2 separate regions of the Mus musculus genome follow, and region 2 is linked to region 1. The links are chromatin contacts, called in public ChIA-PET maps. All regions are on one chromosome and are shown on one strand. The core of a region is the stretch at or near the end of the contact, and the rest is flanking DNA. Distances in the headings are between cores, read along the strand shown. Region 1 overlaps Ncoa2 (nuclear receptor coactivator 2). Region 2 overlaps Lactb2 (lactamase, beta 2).

What was found. ChIA-PET counts read pairs in DNA pulled down with a chosen protein or histone mark.
Region 2: an RNA polymerase II ChIA-PET map of memory CD8 T cells shows a contact between it and region 1, with 18 read pairs. The contact joins two enhancer-like sites. A contact is called at or near these places in 1 of 484 Hi-C or Micro-C datasets (Th1 cells), 2 of 115 datasets of contacts at active chromatin or transcription factors (effector CD8 T cells and memory CD8 T cells) and 1 of 9 other capture datasets (liver).

What each region holds. Positions count from the first base shown.
Region 1 is chr1:13,299,317-13,304,160 of GRCm38.p6, reverse strand. The region is part of intron 1 of Ncoa2 (nuclear receptor coactivator 2); the gene reads left to right. Among named protein-coding and RNA genes, the nearest start is that of Gm23169, 33 kb to the left of the region's middle. Within about 2 kb of position 2,375, at least 66 of the 459 cell types and tissues checked have an H3K27ac peak or open chromatin away from gene starts, as enhancers often do. A contact at or near this core is called in Th1 cells, effector CD8 T cells and memory CD8 T cells, where this site is marked.
Region 2 is chr1:13,636,826-13,641,669 of GRCm38.p6, reverse strand. Lactb2 (lactamase, beta 2) reads left to right here. Exons shown (of 7, transcript NM_145381.2): 4 at 3,261-3,439. Among named protein-coding and RNA genes, the nearest start is that of Lactb2, 21 kb to the left of the region's middle. Within about 2 kb of position 1,964, at least 74 of the 459 cell types and tissues checked have an H3K27ac peak or open chromatin away from gene starts, as enhancers often do. A contact at or near this core is called in Th1 cells, effector CD8 T cells and memory CD8 T cells, where this site is marked.

The DNA of each region.
Region 1 (4,844 bases), core at 1,126-3,625:
AAAGGCCACTCACAAGGCATGTCTGTGTTGTGCACACCACACGGTGACTGCTGTTTATCTTTTGACAGGGTTTCTCTGAGTAATAGAATCCAGGCTGGCCTAAACTCGCAAGGATCCCCCAGCCTGTGCCTCATGAGTGCTGGAATTAAAGGCACGTGCCGCCATGCCCAGTGACTGCCGTTTATCTTTAGGCATCAGTAAATCTTTGTAATAGGAACACATTCCTATTAATAATGTCAACTAAGTCCTAGAGACAAGTGTAGCAGGTCTCAGTAAGAGCCACGTCGGAAGTATGGTTTGCATACTCTCAGAGTCCCCAGGTTTAATGGCAGCGTTGCTAGATCTGAATTTAGGTGAGTGGTGAGGAAGTAGCCTCCCGGCAGTTGGAGATAGTTTTATATGCTAGGTCAGTGAACCAAAAATCTCTATTATGTAGCTTAGGGAAGAGTTTCTAGGAATCAGATTTCTGAGGTCTATTATAGCTGAGAAAGGTTTTGTTCTTGATTAAAGAATCGTATATTTCAAAGCTCACAGAAACTGGAAGGTTAGGAAAGGCTGGAACAGGAGGGCTGCAGTCTCCAGACCTGACAGGGCTTCATAGAAAACCTGCCTCAGAAACCAAAGCATGTTCATGAGAAAAACTGCAGTGTTGGTCCTGATTAGGGAAGAGTGGCCTTGCTAAAGCTATGAACTCTATGTGAAGGAAAATGAATGTCCCTTCCCTGGCCCCTCCGGCACCTACTTGGGTTGCCTGAGTAGTTTCACATAAATTATGTATGTGATATGTCTCCTGTCTCATGTCAGATATGTCTGTCTGTCTGGTGGAGCTTTTATCTTTTATGTAAGATACGTATCTTCCTGCAGCTCATACCGTGTGTGTGTGTGTGTGTGTGTGTGTGTGTGTGTGTGTGTGTGTGTGTGTTGCTGATAGTTGAATCCAGGTTTCATATGTGCCATATAGGGGTTCTCCACTAAGCTGCACCCCTAGCTCTCTCTTTTTTCTTCTTATATTTTTATTTTTATAGATAAATGATAAACTATCTATTTATAATTGTGTCGGTGGGGGACAAATGACATTATGAGTCATTAAAGCAATGTAGAATTGTTAAAATAATGGAGATATCCGTCACCTCACAGCCTTACCTGCTTTATGGTGAGAATACAACATTTACTCTTAACAATTTTGAAATTGTCAACACATGTTTAGTAGCTGTGTCCCTCATATTGTACAGTTCTCCAAATCAACCCACAGGCGTTTTCCTCCTAAGGGATTTGTCCTCCGAGCCTGTCATCTTCCTTTCCCTACATCCGTGGCCTCTGGAACCACTGTTCACTTTGAGTGTCCTGGGTCCCCTTGTTTCTGATTCTGTATATAGCATTTATGTTCCTGTGGTTGGTCTGTTTCACTTAGTTTGCCCCAGGCTGACAGAAACAATAGTCTGGTTTTAAGGCTGAGTGTGTGCTGTACATGCATCTGTCAGTTCAAGGCCACTGTCTTTCAGGCTGATTGTACACCGTAGCTTTAGGGCAGTGCTGCAGTGAATATGAGGATATAGATATCTCTTAAAAATTTAGTTTATGTGTAGAGCAGTCTGCCTGCGTGTAAATCTATGCATCGCACACTTCCCTGGTGCTTTCCGAGGCCAGAAGACAGTGTTAGATCCCTTGGGATCGGAGATTATGGGTGATTGTGAGCCACCCTGTGGGTGGTGGGAACTGTACTTGGGTTCTCTAGAACAGCCAGTATTCTTAACCACAAAACCTCCTCTCCAGCCTCCTGCAGATATCTCTTGACAAGATGATTTCAAATCGTTTGGTAAATGACTAGTGTTGGGGTTGCTGGGGCTGGAGAGTAGGTTCGCAGTGATCTGGAAACCAGGCCGCAGCTTCACTCTTAGATGTTTACAGCTTCGATACTGTGTTGGAAGGTGTCTAGGTTCTTGGAGTTGTGCTAAGTTGTTTGCTGCGGCACACCCAGGGCTTGGTAAAGATGTGTGTATTTAAAACAGCTCATTAAACAGCCCGGAGTCCTTGTAAACCAAGTTCAGTCTCTAACAGTCTAACAAGACTCTCCTTTATCCTTAGGTGTTTTGACTTGGAGAGGACACTAGGTTCACATGTAGACTTTACCGAGAGTCGGCATGTCCTTGAAGCCATGTGTGAAGGCGCTGTTCTGCCTCTGGGTGATGCCCCATGGGAAGGACATGCACTGCTAGCTATTGCAGGTGCTTTCTGCTGACCATTCAACACGTTACAGTTCTGAGCCTCACTAGTTTTGTAGCATAATATTCCCCCAGTAGTGACCTGTTTCAGCAGGCAGGGTGTGGGCCAGCTCAGTCAGACCCAGGTCTGTTTGTTTTCATGCAGTCTTGGCTCCTCACTGGAGGCTCTCTGCTGCCAACTGTGGGCTTTGGTTGAGGCTTGTGGCAAGATTGTGGGTTTAACCCAGGAGTATTGCAGCATCACTTGTCATGGAGGTATCACACTGTTCAGTGGCCTCCTATGGTTTAGGTTTAGATCATTTGTCATGTGGCTTAGGTTTGTGTGTGTTCATGGCTTTCTCCTCCTTTAGTCCTTTCCTGGGTCACACAGACATGCGAGCGGGGAGTAAACCCTGCTGATGACTTTGCCCTTGCTTACAGTTTCAGTTTCCAGGCAGCTTTCTTTACAATCGCTCACATACAGACCCAAGCTAACTGGACACTGACCCTTTAGATTAGCCCACTTTCCCAACAGTTCTCATGTGACTTTGATATTAAGTGGAACTGTTAATAGAGTTAGTAGTTTAGTGTGGACAGTAAAGACCATGCTCACCCATGCTCAGTGCATGTGCTCTCAGCGAGCTGAGACACATGGTGTGTTTGGTTTGTGAGTGCTTTTCTTTGGAATGCTGCTCAAAGGTTGGGATTTTACCATCTTTTCTTTCCCTCAGAGGTGCTGGATGCCAAGATGATGCACAGGTAAAGGGTAAGCCAAACATGGAGGAGGCTGGGCAAGTTGTGTGCTCACTGCTCATGGTTGGCGTGCAGGCCCTCCCTGTTACTGGGAGACCGTCAGGGCTTCCTTGGTGTTTCCTCACCATTTCTCTTAGGGTCTCTTAGAACATGGGCCTTGGACAGCTCCACCTTTTCCGAGAACTTCCAGGGGTGGACTCTTTCCCTACTTCCTCAGTGAATTCAGACTCAAGTTCTTCGCCCTAACCCACTTGTGCAGTCCTCCACAGCGCACTGCAGCCTCTTCAGCTCCCCATACTTGTATGGAATGCATGTACTTCTATGCATTTCAACTGTGCAAATGCCGGAAAAGACTCAGGTTGTCAAGGTGACTGGAGCTAGGCATGCCACTGTCACTCAGGAAGGCTCTGCTCTGCCATTGACCTGTAGGAAACGGCTCTATTCTCAGAAGTTAAAAGGTGGGCTGGTGAGGTGGCTCCATGGTTCAGAGAGTTTACTACTGCACAGCAGAGGGCTCGGTGCCACGCATGAAGGTGTTGGTATGCATTTGACATCTTTTAATTACATTGCATTTTGTAGTGGATGCTGTTGTGTGTCCTGTTTAAAGATTAAAGAATGTTCCAAAACCACTTAGAGCAGTGTTCCTTGAAGCAAGCTGACAGTGAAGAGGTGTCCTCCCTCCTCCTTCTTCTCCACCTTCGTCCATCCGTCCGTCCGTCCGTCCTTCTGTGTGTGTGTGTGTGTGTGTGTGTGTGTGTGTGTGTGTGTGTGTGTTCCAGTTATAATCGTCTGCAGAGTGCAGTCTTATTTCTTGGACATTCAGACATGCCTTTTCGATGCCGTGAGCTTTGGGTAGTTTCATCATTTAGTGTGTGTGGTTTTTTTGTTTTTTGTTTTTTCCAAACAATGCCTTAGTTACATCTATCTCAAGTGGCTCTGGATTTGTGTCCTCACTTACAGAGCAGTCATTTTATAGAATTTTCCTTCATGTCAGGAAACACGGTAATTGTGCACTGGTGGAATGTGCCGTGCATATGCACACTCTGTACTGTTTTCTGTGCTGTTGTTTTCCTGGGGTCTTGGTGGGATGCTGTGCTTTGTTGAGATAGGACTTGCTATGTATTTGTGGAGAACACTGTTGCTGTTGAAATGTATATTGTATTTCCAAATGTTTGTGGTCTGTTGGGAGAGTCACCCCCTCAATTCTAAAACCGATATGATGGGGGGAGGGCGGGAGACTGATATGTGCTTAAGGACCAGGAAGTTCTGGAGTGTCTGAAATCTAGCCAGCACAGACTGCAGCTATTGCTTTAAACACTTGTGTATCTTTAGAAACAAACGCATACTATTTTGTTATAGTTCATTCTCCTTTAAAAGCAGAAATGTGTGTATTGCATAAACCTTAATACTTGCATGTCTACATCTATGTATAAATGAGGAGGAGGTTTGAGACTACATCACAATCTCTTATTGTCTTCCCACAGCCCTGTCAGCCTCAAGGCATTACGTCACCAAGTGAGAAGCCATGCCTCTATCCTGAAGTGGTAAAGATGCTATTCCTGAAAACAGCTTGAATTACTAAGCTGCTTTTTACTTTCAAAAGCTTTTGAAGTATTTTGGGACTTGCCAACCACTATTAGTTGGAAGTGTGTTTGGTTTGTTCTGGGAGCTGATAGTTGTCTGAAAGAAGGGTTAGAAATGTCTCGTTTCTTTGGGAATTGTGTTATAATTTGGATTAATTAGCTTTCGCCTCAGAGTTTTCTCTTTTATAAATAGGGCAAACCCCATATTTGTCAGGAGTTCTGGGCCCCAGTTAGCCAGCTGAGTTTTTACACAAGCTTTTACGCTTGGACCTGGATGCTGGCTCCAGGTGCAGACACAGCACCATGG
Region 2 (4,844 bases), core at 715-3,214, 340 kb before region 1:
TCCCTCATGCCCTCTGCTTTACCTACTCAGGATGCTGGAGGTAGCTCAGTGATGAGAGCACCCGCTGCTCTTGCAGCAGACCCCGGTTAGGTTCCCAGCACCCACAAAATAGCTCACCCACCTGCACATCAAGTTCTAGGGGATCCTACTCTTTGTTTTGAATGCTGTAGGCACTAGTACAATTTCTAAAAGAAAAAGAATTCATGGGACCCTGACCAAGGTTTTCACCATAGGATCCTGGTCAACCCCAAATAGGACATTTTAGTCTGGAAATAGGGCTTTACATTCTAAAACTTGTCTTGAGGCTGCGTGTAATCGCATTCTCTCCCTGTTCCACGGTTGGTTGATTTGCTCACACTCTGTTGTTTGCTCAGACGCCGTGCTCATCGCTCAGGTCCACCTCCCAGTTACCATCTGTGGTTCTCGTGACTACACCTGGGCCGTGTGCAGACTCTGTGTCCGCACACTCGTCCCAGCGTTCCTCCTACACCAGCCTAGTTTGGGAGTTTGGTTGACATTTCTCTTTTTTCTTGCTGACGGTTTTATGATCAGTGAGGTTTGTTTTACGTATTTATGGTTTGTTGCTTCTAGATTTCTTTGCTTTTTCTTATCCACCATCTGCAATGTGAGAGATGTTTCTTTTAATTATCTTAATTACCCTCTCATGTTTCCTGATTTTCTTCTGATGAAAGCTGTAGAGCTATTTGTGAGTCCTGAGAACTGACTGGGAGGACAGAGTTGTTGGCACGAGCCTCATGGTATCATAATCAAGGTGAACTTTACTGGGGACCCATTTTTGACAACTTAGGCTTTTGCTAAGGTTATTTTCTAAGTCATTTTACTAAATACCTTAGAAAAGACTTTTTTTGACATCTTGGTAAGGGTAAAGACCTCAATAACAATACATGAAAAATGACGTCCAAATGGCATTGGCCTGTGTTAGGAATCTCCATTTCTCGGTGTGTTATCTCTGCTCCACCTGAGCCTGTTCCATCAGCAGGCTTAAGGTACTTGTCACACAGCTCAAAGAAGAATACAACTTGTGTATGTGGCAGGTTTCAATTCTGCTTGGGGTTTGTTTGTTTGTCTGTTTGGGATTTGGGGTGTGGAGGATTGAATCCAGGACCGCACGTGTTCAGGTGTTCTGCCTCTGAGCTCCAGCCACGGCCTGAATATTTGTTAAGCACATTTCCAATATTTTTTTAACCACCTTTCCCCTAATGTCCCCTCATCTTCCAGGTTCCTGATACCCCAAATGCTCAGCTTTCAGGGGCCTCTGCTAGGTGATCCCCAGCTTTCTCTGCCCGCTTAGCCCTCAGCTTTCTGGTGACTGCTAATACTGTCAACTGCTCTCATTCAGCTGTGCTCGTCCTGCCCATTCCTTTCATCCCTGTTGGGATTACATCTTTACCAAAAAAAAAAAAAAAACCCAAAGCAAAACAAACACCTTTTCTGGGGGTTTTAGAAGGAAAACATATGTAGATATGCACTCTACTGTCTCTAATCAAGAACCCATATTGAGTCCCTAAGTATTAAATATAAATATGCAGTTATATTTGCCCTATTCCCCTAAATAGGTCATTATTGAGAGTTTTATTTAAAATATTTCAAGAATATACAAATCAGTCTATGTAAATCAGACAGAGAAAGGTAATTAAGTTAGTCTCTTATAAATAAAATTAAGTTTGAGAAGTATTAGTCAGAATTTACTGATGTCTTCTGTGATTCACTCATGGACAGTGGGAAGGTTAGTAGAACCCACCCTGGAGCCGTGTCAGGCTTAGGTGTGCATTACCCACAAGCAGCTGGGTCAGCGCCAAGACAAGGAAAGCTGGGTTGTAAAACCAGATGTCACTAAGAGCTGCGAACTGCAAGCAGACAGTGGAGAATAACAAGGGCCCTGCTCATCAGGAGCCTGAATAGTAAACAGGAAAACAGGGTGCAAGCTGTAAAGTACAAGTGTGACTCACCGTGCACTACGTGGAGAGCAAGTGTGACTCATGGTGCACCACATAGAGAGCAAGTGTGTCTCCCAGTGCACCAGGAAAACAAGAGGAGTGCACCAGCTGAGACATGAAGAGGTGCTTTGCAGAACAAACTAGACTTAGCTCTTCATTTACTATTGGTATAGCTATAAAACTTAATGTGAATATAAATAAAAAGCTCTTAAAGACATATTTCTTGTTACGTAAAGGTACCATAATCTGTTCATAAGTTTAAGGGCTTTTTGATAGCAAGTATTAGTCATAGGCCATCCTGGGTTTCATCATGACATTTACACCGTCTTACATCCTCTATCCTTCCTTTACTGTCCCACTCTGCTGCTCCTTTCCTTCTGCCAGCTAGTCCCCTCCTTCCACATCCTTTCTCCCCATCCCAGCCGCCCCTCCGTCGGGGTGTGTGGGTGTGCGGGCGGGCAGGCAGGTGTTTAGGATTGTTTACAGGAGCATGGGTGGTGGAGTTAGAGTTTGGGCAACTAAATTAGTGGCTGCACTACCAAAGAATAGCATAAATCAAGTTCTTAATGTCCATAATTAGTCTTGGTTAAGGTTTTTATTTGATTCTAAAGGCTTGTTTGTCTTTGCTTCTGAGGCACATAGTTTTAAATATTTATATGGCTTACAAATACTCTTGACATTAATTGGCTCCTTAGTTGATGCTTTTTCATCTGTTTGAGTGTTTTACCTTTACTTTCATGTATGTATGTACTCTTATTTCTCTAAAATTTTTATATAAATACTATTAGAGTAAAATTTTATTTTCGGAACATGTAGCACTGTCCCAGCTATTATGTAGAGAGCTTCGGGATTTACCTATAGAAATTTAATAATGTAGAGAAATGCAATGAAGTAAATGAAAACTTTAAAACACACAGTTTTGTTTTTTAATTGTTACCATACAAAATTGAAAAGTTATGTTCTTATCTAAAAGTACTGTTTCTGAGTAATCTTGATTTTCATCTTTTTTATCCTTTCATGTTTTTCAAATTTGTTGTAATCATCTTACTTATGAAATAAGAAGAAAATATGTTATTGAATGTGTACTTTTGGATAAGAAACATGATCTAAGAATAGGAGATATTTGTGTGGGGTCAGATTTTTACAAGCAACCCCTGGGAAAAAATGAAATCCCCTCCTTGACAGCATGTGTTGCCGTCTTGTCTACAGGTGACAGAATTGGTCACTTCTCAACATTTTGCGCAAGCGTAAGAATTCATGCTTGTTGATTTGTTGTTCTTCCTAACCTGTGTTCTTACCTAGAGTTTTGTACACTCCTGGCCACACTGATGATCACATGGCTTTACTCCTGGAGGAGGAGAATGCCATCTTTTCTGGGGACTGCATCCTAGGAGAAGGGACGACAATATTTGAAGACCTCTATGATTATATGAACTCCCTAAACAACTTACTAAAAATCAAAGCTAACATTATATATCCAGGTGAGTGATGTCTTTTGATCTAGAAAACCATTCTTTTACCATGCTAAGGAATGTCCATTTGGCTTACCTCTAAGCTGAGAGAGAGAGAGACAGACAGACAGACAGACAGACAGACAGACAGAGAGAGAGAACGTGGAGGTTTGTATTAGCCTATACTAACTGTTTAAATAATAGGTTTTGTGATGGCATCTTCATGCATGTATTATATAGCAGACTTTAGCGGACAGCATTACTCTCTTCTATACCCCTCTCTGCAACTTTAATTTACTTGAAGATTTTATGTTTTAATAATATGTGTTGGTGCACGCCTTTAATCCCAGCACTTGGGAGGCAGAGACCGGCGGATTTCTGAGTTCAAGGCCAGCCTGGTCTACAGAGTGAGTTCCAGGACAGCCAGGGCTACAGAGAAACTCTGTCTTGAAAAACAAAAAAAAAACAAAAAAGAAAAGAATATGTGTTTTGGGTGTGCATATTAGTGCAGTGCCCATGGAAGTCGGAAGAGGGTGTCAGATGCCCTGGAGCTGGAACTGCAGGCAGGGTGCAGGAAATAGAACCCAAGTCTTCTATAATGGTAGTATGTGTATGTTCTTAACTTGTAAAGAATCTCTCCAGCTCCTCATTGCTCTTTTTTTTAAAATCTAGATTCTGCATATGAGTGAAACATGATGGTTAACTTTCAGAGATTGACATAATGCAATCCACCCATTTCCCAGCAGATAATATGATTTCATTCTTTATAGTATAGTAATATTCTACTGTATATCAATACTTCTTTCATCCACTGACAAGCACCTATGCTGATTCCAGAACTTGCTATTGCAATTAGTGCCAAGATAACATGGACATTTAGATATTTCTCTTGGCATGAAACTGTTGGTTTTGTTGGGTATATATATATACCCAACAGTGGTACAACTACATCATGTGATAGTACTATTTGCAAGTAAATAGTTGCAAATATTTACTTTTTTGGTTGGTTGGTTATATTGGGTTGGTTGGCTGGTTTGAGTTCAGTTGGGTTGGTTTTTTGGGTTGGTTGGTTTTGTTTTTTATAGTATTGAGGATGGAACCCAGGGACTTGCACATGATAAGCAAGCACACTGCCTCCAAGCACTACCCCAGCTCCATTTTTCATTTCACGGGACCATCTTATTTCTGTATTTACCACACCAATTTACAGTTTCATTAGCAGCATTTAAAGGTTCTTTTTCCTTATACCCTAACTAACATTTCTTGTTTTCTGAAGATAGCTCTTCTGACTGGAATGAAGTAAAGTCTCAGTATAGTCTGGATTTTCATTTCTCTGGTGGCTGATGATATTACATATTCTTTTCAAGTATTAGCTACTTGTACCTCTTTTGAAAATTGCTCCTTTAAAGCAATTTTGGGTATGATGATGCATGCT